Linked DNA regions of Mus musculus: all the other regions are linked to region 1. Evidence: chromatin contacts called from public promoter capture Hi-C data. All regions are on one chromosome and are shown on one strand. The core of a region is the stretch at or near the end of the contact, and the rest is flanking DNA. Distances in the headings are between cores, read along the strand shown. Region 1 holds the start of 4933430H16Rik (RIKEN cDNA 4933430H16 gene). Region 2 holds the start of Cfap161 (cilia and flagella associated protein 161). Region 3 holds the start of Adamtsl3 (ADAMTS-like 3).

Evidence for each region. Promoter capture Hi-C pulls out the DNA fragments that hold promoters and counts their contacts.
Region 2: a contact with region 1 is called in a promoter capture Hi-C map of hippocampal neurons, with 3 times the contacts expected there. The contact joins the promoter of Cfap161 here to the promoter of 4933430H16Rik in region 1.
Region 3: a promoter capture Hi-C map of hippocampal neurons shows a contact between it and region 1, with 4 times the contacts expected there. The contact joins the promoter of Adamtsl3 here to the promoter of 4933430H16Rik in region 1.

What each region holds. Positions count from the first base shown.
Region 1 is chr7:82,969,641-82,972,914 of GRCm38.p6, reverse strand. It overlaps 4933430H16Rik (RIKEN cDNA 4933430H16 gene), which reads left to right and starts at 1,524. Exons shown (of 4, transcript NR_045855.1): 1 at 1,524-1,648.
Region 2 is chr7:83,793,028-83,796,301 of GRCm38.p6, reverse strand. It overlaps Cfap161 (cilia and flagella associated protein 161), which reads left to right and starts at 1,463. Exons shown (of 7, transcript NM_029335.3): 1 at 1,463-1,560; 2 at 2,217-2,306; 3 at 2,858-3,093. The coding sequence starts at 1,492.
Region 3 is chr7:82,333,982-82,337,255 of GRCm38.p6, reverse strand. Adamtsl3 (ADAMTS-like 3) reads right to left here and starts at 1,562. Exons shown (of 30, transcript NM_001190374.1): 1 at 1,346-1,562; 2 at 1-71. The coding sequence starts at 1,348.

The DNA.
Region 1 (3,274 bases), core at 275-2,774:
ATCTAAGTTGCTTGCAATATGTTTTTACAGTGCAGTGCGACTATTTTTAGAGCACAGCAGAATAAGGGCTCATCTCATGGAGCCAGTCAAAAATTTCCCACAATCTTTGGGGGAAATCCAAGCCTGAGCGAGTCGAACATTTAATGAGATGATGTAATGCAGAGAAATATAGAGCGGGAAGGAAATTTTATTAGTGTGAGTAAACGTGAATTTTCAAGTGAATTACAAGACCTTAAGAAGTCAATGTATATACCCCAGGGGGAAACCAACTAAGACTTTAAAACAGAGCCTGCAGTGTTTCTTTGAGGGCAGGCTGAGAACGTCCACAGATGGAGTTGAGCAGGGAAAATTGCGGAGAACCTTTAACCTTCTGAAGAAAAACAGATGACCTCAGAAAAATATCTTCAATTAAGCAGATGGAGGACACCTAGTGACAGGTGCACTTGACAGATAAATGGGGCTTTAGAAAAACTCGAGCTAATGCATTCGTTGAGCAGGGGGACCCTGTGTGAAGCTTGCTAATGTGAAACCCATAGGATTGGTGATTTTTATGTATAATGTGTGAGGCTGGTCTGCCATTCAAATAGGGGAGCAGACACTCTCCAGTTCTACAGAAAGAGAAGGAGGAGGAAGGGGAGGAGGAGGGGAAGGATCGTGGGCAGGAAGAGAAGAAAGCAGCAGTTTGTTGGCTAATACAAACCCTAGAAGTATTATTCCACGTCATTTCAGTTGCTTGAGGTGTTTCCAATTGCCACACAACTGTACTAATGGACAGCACATGCGTCTCTATCAAATTCCAATCTCATGATGTCTGCTTCAGCACTCGAAATTTTGACAGTCTCGGGGACTCAGAAGTTAAGATATTTCCATTTTTGTCTCAGTAGCTAACTCCAAACATAAAAAAGCAACGGCCCGATGAGAGATGCCCAGGAGAGATGGCCTTTCGTCCAGTTTTACCTGTTTAATCTCTGCAGAGGCACTCCTGGAATTTTTCAGTCATTAAACAGGAATTTATCAGTGTGTGAACTAAACATAAACTCAGAGTCTAGGCCTCTCAGGGAAAGAGACTGGGGGATGCCTGCAAAAGCAGTAGAGCATCTAGAGAATCATAACCTCGAATATACTAACACAGCTAACTCTCCTCCACACTACAGTCACCAGCTAGGTGGTGTAGCTCACAGCATTCAAAGGGCCACTGCGAACACTGGGAATGAAGACTCACACACAGAAGGACACTGAAGTTATTCATGTGTTACCAAGTGTTACTGCCTCCAAGTATGGCCTGGTGGTTGTTGTACCATTAATAAGAAAAGCACCTCCCACCCCAACCCCCAACCCCAAATAGGCCTGAGTGTTTGAATACTTAGTCCCCATTTGCTGGTTCTGTCTGAGGAAGATTGTGGTAAAGGTAGGGCCTCAACAGCGGAAGTGAGTAGGCAATAGGGCGGAGCTTGGGGTTTTACAGTCTGGCAGCACTTCCTGTCAGCATTCTGCTTCCTGTTTCATCAGGACAGAGGAGAGGCAGTCCAACGGCACATGCCTGCCATGATGGAAGTGCCTTCCGCCATGTCTTCCCCTCGAAGATGGGCTTTATCCTCCAAATGGGAAGCCAAAGAAACCCCTTAAGCTCCTTCTTGTCAGGAATCAGGTAGGTAGGAAGAAGGTGACTAGCGCATGGTTCCTCTGCATGGTGTTCCTCAGAGCATCTTCATCTTTCTGTTCTGTCCACCCTGACCCCAATGACGAACATCCCCTCCAAGTGTCTCTCACTTCCTGGCATTGCTAAGGCACCTCCATGGATCCTAGCTCTAAAGCCTTGTCAGAAGTACATGAATCCCTGCGTGGAGGATAAACCTCAGGAAATCTCATTACACTGATCCCATCCAACAAAATTCCCTCAACTCTGAGCAAACAGCCTATACCTGACATGAAATAGACCCTCAAAAATTATTTACTGGACTCCAAAATTATTTATTGAAAAAGTAAATTTATAAATTGCTCACATCTTCTGCTTCCTCTGAGCTCATCATCCAGCTAAAGCAATGGTATGTGTTCAAAAGTAACCACAATTTATAGTTAAGAAGCCACAGTCAGTCAGAGGGCCTGATGGGGGGAGGCAGCTGTAGAGACAGAACCTAAAAAAAATGAATAGCAAGGAACAAGACACAGATGCAGAAATGTTTCGTGTTTTCTTTTGAATTTTTCCCTTCTGGTTTCTCTACTTTCAATCCCCTGAAAATCTCAGATGCCTGCTGTCTTAGGGTTTTACTTCTGTGAACAAACACCATGACCAATGAAAGTCTTATAAAGGACAACATTTAATTGGGCTGGCTTACAGGTTCAGAGGTTCAGTCCATCATCATCAAGGTAGGAGCAGAGCAGCATCCAGGCAGGCATGGTGCAGGCAGAGCTGAGGGTTCTACATCTTCATTTGAAGGCTGCTAGTGGAAGACTTACTTCCAGGCAGCTAGGGTGAGATTCTTTTTTTTTTTTTACATTTCAAATGTTATCCCCTTTCCCTGTTTCCCTCCCTCTCAGAAACACCCTTTCACATCCTCCCTCACCCTGCTTCTATGAGGGTGTTCCTCCACCCACCCACCCACCCACCCACCAACACACTCCCACCTCCCTCCCCTCAATTCCCCTACACTGGGGCATCTATCCAGGCTTCATAGGACCAAGGGCCTCTTCTTCATTTGATGCATGACAAGACCATCCTCTGCTACATATGCAGCTGGAGCCATGTGTACTCCTTTGTTGATGGCTTAGTCCCTGGGAGTTCTGGGGGGTCTGTTGGTTGATATTGTTGTTATTCCAATGGTGTTTCAAACCCCTTCGACTCCTTAAGTCCCGTCTCTAACTCCTCTATTGGTAACCCAGAGCTCAGGTCAATGGTTAGCCACTAACATCTGCCTCTGTATATGTAAGGCTCTGACAGGGCCTCTCAGGAGACAGCTATATCAGGCTCCTTTCAGCATGCACTTCTTGGCATCCACAATAGTGTCCTGGTTTGATAACTGTATAAGGGATGAATCACCAGGTGGGATAGCCTCTGGGTGGCTGCCTTTTCCTTTAGTCTCTGCTCTACACTTTATCTACATATTTTCTCCTGAGAGTATTTTGTTCTCAGAACCCTCACTTTGCTCTTTCTTCTTAATGAGCTTCATGTGGTCTGTGAATTGTATCCTGGTTATTTGGAACTTTTGGGTTAATATCCACTTATCAGTGAGTGCAGACCATGTGTTTTCTTTTGTGATTGGGTTACCTCAGTCAG
Region 2 (3,274 bases), core at 214-2,713, 820 kb before region 1:
GTCTATTGTTCACTGCATGCTACAAGGCTGGGTTTAGCAGTTTGAACCTAGGGATGCTGCTAGCTTCTCTGAGTCGGTCTCCAGTCTATCACATATTCTGAGTGACTCCTGTCTGATCCAACAGAATGCCTGACTTAGCACCTTCAGAAGCACCTGAGAGTGTGTGTGGTGCTGGAGGGGCAGGCAGTGGAGCCAGAGAGGAGCAGAATATTCCTACTTTTGTGTCTTATGCTTCAGCCTCCGGCTCAGGTCCTTCCAGGTCGACAAGGACACCTCCCCACTACCCCAGGTTTTGCTCAGTTGTCATTCTCATAGTCCCCATGACAGGAATGATTCATCCATCAGCTCTCCCAGTCTGTCTTTCATCACATCTTCAGTGACCTGTGTGTATTACAGTCTTCTGAAGTAATTTGTTTTCAGCATCTGGCTTCCCTTGATAGACTGGGTTTGGCTCTCACCTTCCACTTCTTGCTTGGGGTGGGAGACTCTGCACACTGGGGGACTGATTAATGAATGTATTCAGCTAGCAGCCAGCAGCCAGCAGCCAGCAGCAGGTGGTACTACCTAACTGCCTGTTCACCCCACTCATAACACAATATCCTCTTTAGGAAATGTTGGCTACACAAACTTTTTTAAATTAAAAAAAATTTTTTTTTAATATCAGGAGTGCCTGTAAATTGCAGGTTTGTCTTTGTGTTTGGACATGGGAAGGGAGGGTTGCTATAAAATTTGTGAAAATACAGACTGTCACAGAAATAGATATACACATTAATATATGCTAACACAGTAGTTTCTTCCTTTGGAAGCTGTGAGGTTTCGGCAATGCCCCTCTTTTTGTGTTTAGGTTTTCCAGCGTCTACAGTAAAGGGGTGATGTTTTGTGAAATTGCTGCTGACAGTGATTAGGAAAATAGGCTGGAGTTGAACCAAGCTTCCACAGAAAAGCTAGGGGCACTCGGGTTCCACAGCACTTTAACTTAGATTTTAGTTTAAAAAGCAAACAAGACAAACAAACAAACAAAATACAAAACCAAACATCAACAAGAACAACTCAATATTTTATGCCAGTTGTAGGCTGCACACCTGTGAGTCAAGAAGATCTCCAGCGCAAGACCTGACTGTGTTACATCATAAGTTCAAGGCCAGCCTAGGGTATGTATCCAGACCCTAACTTAAAAACCAAACTCTCCCCCAAAAAACAACAGAAAAAAAGTTTCAAAAATTTCTCCGCCTAGGGAACATTTGGAACAGTGTCCCCCGTCAGGGGTTTCCCAGATCTGCTTTGAGTGCTAGTCATCTGAGACAGTGGCAGTGGTGGGAGGGGCAGGGCGAGCTGGAGGGGGCGTGGGTCTAGTATGCTGTCACTTATTGGCCAGCCAAAGAGATCTTGACCAACTGGCAACTGGCAACTGCCTGGTCGTCATGGCAACGAAGCACGCTAACTCTGAGTGTCAGTGGAGGCTGGAGCTGGCTTTCAAGAGAGCAAGGGGCGATGGCGCAGAACGTGTATGGTCCTGGAGTGCGGATGGGCAACTGGAACGAAGATGTCTATTTGGAGGAGGTGCGCAGACTCCTGTCCTCTCGCATCCCTAGGATCCCAGACCCTATCCTGCTATCCTGCATGTTCTCTCTCTGCTGAGCATTTAGCATCCTATCACCCATCTTCATCTACTGCCCCCACCCCCCCTGTGCACCTTTGCTACCCGAGGTAGTTCACCTGCTGTCTCTGAGCACCCATGCTCACTGAATGTCCCGCTCCACATTTCCTGAACCCAGAGCAAGAACAGCTTGCCGCCTCCCGGGCCCTCTGGCCCTCACTAGGTTTGTGACACTCTCAGGTCCTGGAAAGGTTCTGGGTTACAAACATATGGAGAGGCCTGGGCTTTTCACATTCTCACCCAAGTCAGGAGGACCCCAGTAGAGACTGCTGACCTCCTATATATCACTCCTGATTGTTTCTGGACGAGATAAGCACAGGGGTCCTATCCTTCCCTTCCTTATGCATTTCTCTTTTCATCTCCTGCTCCCCGCCCCTGCCTCTGCCCCCATGACGTGCTGCCTACTGACATTTTTGCCATCCCCAGAGCGATCACGTTTCCTTTTGTGTCCTTGAACTGTCTTTGAACTTGAAGTGCTTCTGAGGAAAAAGCTATCAGTACCTGTGCTCTGCAACAGCTCTGTCCCTGACTCCCCTTTTCTCGGTCTCTGCATCCCCAGGAGCGCATGAGACACTTCCTAGAGAAGAGGGAAAAAGGAGAACTTCTTATTCAGAGAAACAGAAGAGTGAAGAAGAACATTTTGAGACCGGTAATGTCAAATTCCAATGCCAATTTCAAAATTCTGCCTAGTTAAGTGTGAGTTAGGCAAAGAAAATTTCTATGAACAAAGTAACCATTTAGAAACTTTTAAAAAAATTAATAAAAAAGTATAGTGTTAAAATTCCTCTAGATTTTAGAAATTTAGATTAAGGGTTAAGATTAGGTTAAGAAATTTAGAATTTAGATTAAGGGAAGTCTGTCCTTAATTATGTTTACTTAATTGTTTGCATTTTCTAATAAAGGGGTGGATTAATGCTTTTACAAGTAAAGTGCCTTTCAGCTGCTGTGCAAAAAAAAACGTTTAATAACATTGAATTGAATAAATTGACAACGGTAAACTATGTAGAGTCCAACAGCTTCGCATGATCTTGTTTGGGGGTCATCAAGAGCTTGAAGGATGCTAACCAAGGATCTGAGGAAGGGAGGCCTTACTGAAATGGATCTAGTCTGAGAAGGAAAGGAGATACACCTGGGAGGGATCTTGACCCCAGCAGCTAAGGAATTGAGTAGCTTATTGGAAAATTCCTATTAAAATTGTAGATGCAGCTTTCGGTATCGGAAGATGGATATGTCCACTATGGCGATAAAGTGATCATTGTGAATCCTGACCAAGTCCTGGGGGAGGAAGCTGGCAAGTTTATGAGAGGAGACCTGAGCCTGTGTATGAGCCCAGATGAAGTTAAAGCGCAGCTTAGTGATGACTTAGAGATACCCTGTGGTGTGAGTGCTGTGCAGACCATCGCCCCGATGGGCAGGAACACCTTCACCATTTTGAGGTAGAGACGCTCAGCTTCAGAGCATGGGAGTATCTGCTTAGACTTGTAGCTTGTGGTGGCACACAATTGTTATCCCAGCACTGGGGAGGCAGAGACACGCAGATCGCTGAGCCTACCTTACTTAGCGAATGTTGAGGACCCTTTACTGGCCTGCTTGTTGACAACAGCAGGAAAAGTAGGT
Region 3 (3,274 bases), core at 313-2,812, 640 kb after region 1:
CGTGTCAGCAGCCACCAGGATCCTGTCCAGGAAGCCATGGGGTCCAATATCATAGGAGTCTCCCTCACAGCCTACGAAAGAAAAGACAAAAAGAAAATGCCTCGTTTGCAACTAGCTCTGGCTCCAGAGGCAGAATCTGTAAGCTAAGGAGCCAATCAGAAGGCAGGGACCCTGAAGCCCAAGCAGTGTCTTAGAAACGTTTGTGTTGGCCCAGGATGGGATTGTCTGCTGCAGAATGAAGGCAATATGGGGCTCCCTTTAGGATGAGTCCCCCAAGATCAAAAAGGGGAACGGAGACTGCCTCCAGTCAGCAATTCACCCATCCCTCCAGTGCTCCAGCAGTAGGGACAACCCTGCCCCAGACACCTCCTAGCCTGTTTGTCAGCACCAGAGTGTGGCTTTTGGGGGCGGGGGGGGGGCTGGGGGTTGTGGGGAGGACCAGCCTAAAGCCAAGAGTTAGGGCACCTGCCAGCTTTAATTCCTTGAGGCAAAAATGAGTCTGAAGCCAATTAAACTAGACCAGAGAGGGAAGAACCCTGCCTAAGGGCACACAGCTAAACAGAGTCTAGGATAGGAACGCAGATTGGATAGTTAGAGGAATTTCTCACTAGATGATAGAATGCCTTCTGCTTCCAGACCTGCCTTTAAGAGAATTCTGGGGGCCACAGTCTTGCGGAGTGTAATCTCTTAAAGGTGAGGAAGAAGTAAGCCCAGGAGGGCTACGAGGACCGTTTTCCCCAATGTGTTTTCCTGTCAGTTTACAGGGAACTCAGTTTGAGCGGAGACTGGAAAAGCCGAGGTCACACTCGACTCCCGCTTCGCCTCGCGGGCGCCTTGGCGGTGTCGGTGTCCGGGGGCGGGTCGGTGGCTTCTCTCCATCTGGAGAAAGCATTAAGGCCTGGCTTAATGCGATCCGCAAATGTGCTGCTGTTTCCGACCTGAGGCGGCGACTCTGGGACGAAGGGAGGCGGCCAGGGCTGGGCCCCAGGACCACGCGCCCCTCTCCGCTGGCTCGCACACTTCAGCGCCCGCCACCCTCACGCCTCCTTTCCCTGGCGTGCGTCTCCTCTCGTTTCTCTGCGCTTCAAGCATGCGAACCTCACTCAGTAGCCAAACCTCCGGACCTTCAAACACTGCAAGCTAAGATCAGCCCGTAGTCCGCTGACCCCGCAGGGTATCCCCCATCATCCAGAGCACCCCTCGCTCGCAGAGGACCAGGAAAGGTTCTGTCCAACATTCCCGGATCCTGTAGCGCGCCTGCCTGGAGCTGTCTAAGCCCCATAGGGCAGTGCTCAACCAAGACCTTATTTTCCAGTAGCGTTCCCATCAACTTGCTCCACCTTACCATCCTCAGAGAGATGAATCCCTGGATCCCCCGCGGGTGTTTCCAATCCGGAGTCGCAGCAGCGTCTGACGGTGCAAGGAGGGATGCGCGCTGCGAGACAGTGGCGAGCAGCGCCGACTCGGCGACACCTCGTGCGGAGCGCGGGATCCCGACGGTCCCCGACGCCGGCCTCCAGCTCGCGCCGCCGCCAAAGTTAAATGGGGCTGGGACGCGGCCGCCCCGCCTGTCCCGCCCCTCCGGGCGCGCGGAGCGCAGTGCTGGCCCCGACCCAGGGGCGGAGGGCGCGCGCCGCCACCTGCGCCGCCCGTCCCGCAAGTGCGCGCCGCGTCTAGGGTACCGTCAGTCCCTCCCGCCCTGCGTCCTCTGCCCTAACCCAGGGGCGCTGGGAACGCGGGGACAAGCGGGCCACCGAGCCGCAGCCAGGCGGCTCGGAGCGCTCGGGGCCGCCGCGGCCACGGCGAGACTCCGCTGGAACGCTTCTCCGCCCGCTTCCTGGAAGCCACTCCTTGCCCTGGGCCTGCAGCCAGGCCTGGTGCCAGGAGCTCCGGCTGCCGCCGGCGGCAGCGCGCTCTGGGGAGGCGTCCGCTGCGCCACGGGCCAGCCAGGCCAGCCAGACCAGTGCGAGGATGCCACCCTCTCCCAGCACCACCGCCAGACCCCGGGGACCTCAGCTGTTAAGTAATACCCTGCAGAGGCTGCCCAGAGTCTACCCACTCCTGCTGGTAGCCTTAGGAGCTTGACCATCACCCATTCAAACAGCCCCTGCGGTCTTGGTATAATTGGGGACCATGGATGACCCAGCAGGGACACCTAAACCTGAGACCTAGAGTCCCTGGTAGGAAACAGGTTTGGGTCCCACAGAAGTCCAGACCTGTCAGGAAATAAATACAGCTACAGCCCCGGGGCCTAGAGGTTTGGAAGAGAGGTGTCCCAGTCATGAATGGAGGAGGGTTGAGGGCACCTTGAGCACTTCTGAAGGAAAGAAAAGCCATGGAAGAGACATGGGGGCTTGGCTTCATCTCAGCAATAGGAGTCAAGGGCCAGGTGTTCCATTTAAGGCACCATTGTGCCTCCCGTATTGCTGCTCCCTTGAGTGATGCCACTTTGTCAAGTGGTATGTGTAGCCAGCCTTCCCAAAAGCAGTCGTTCCTAGAGTTATCTTAAGTCCTCGGGGAGTAGCTTTTCATGATGATCAGAGAGGCCAGGTCTGGAACTGGTTCCTAGGTACCTATTTCTCGCTAGAGTCTGAAACATTTGCATCCAAAGTTGCTCTCTTGCCTAGTGAACTGAAGGCTGGTATGTTCCAGATTCTTTTATGGCATTGCCAAGAGTTCCCCCCACGTGTTTTCCTATTCTCTCCTTCCCTGATCAGATGGCCTCCTCTGACCAGGAAAAGGGCCTTGTCAAGACTGTCTCTCCACTCCAGAGAGGGAAACGGCTGGAAACCTATGGAAAATGAGCAGGTGGTGCATGGGAAGAGATTCAGGAGGAACCAAGAAGGGAGGACAGAGCTAGACCATGACTAGCTCACCTGCAGACCACTGAGTCTCTCTGTTCACCCTAGTTTAGCTCTGGAAAGTGGGGCAGATAATACACATATGGATACTGGGCTATTACTCTGATGGGGATTATGCAGGATTAGGTTCCCATGAGCCTCTGGTTATGTTTTGACAGCCACTTGGCACACTGCCTTATTTTGTATGCCTTTCCGTGTAAAAGCACCTTGTCTAACACATGTTCATTCATTCTCCCTGAGCTCCTGGCACCAGCACCTGTCAACTCTCCTAACAAGGGACTGCTCTCTAGCTGTTCACATACACATCCCAGCCTCTTGGTCCTTGGGGAGACAGAGCCAGCACTGTGCTCAAGGGTTGCCTCAAACAATGTAATCAACAACAAAATGTTGCATAGAGGACATTTAGGATAATG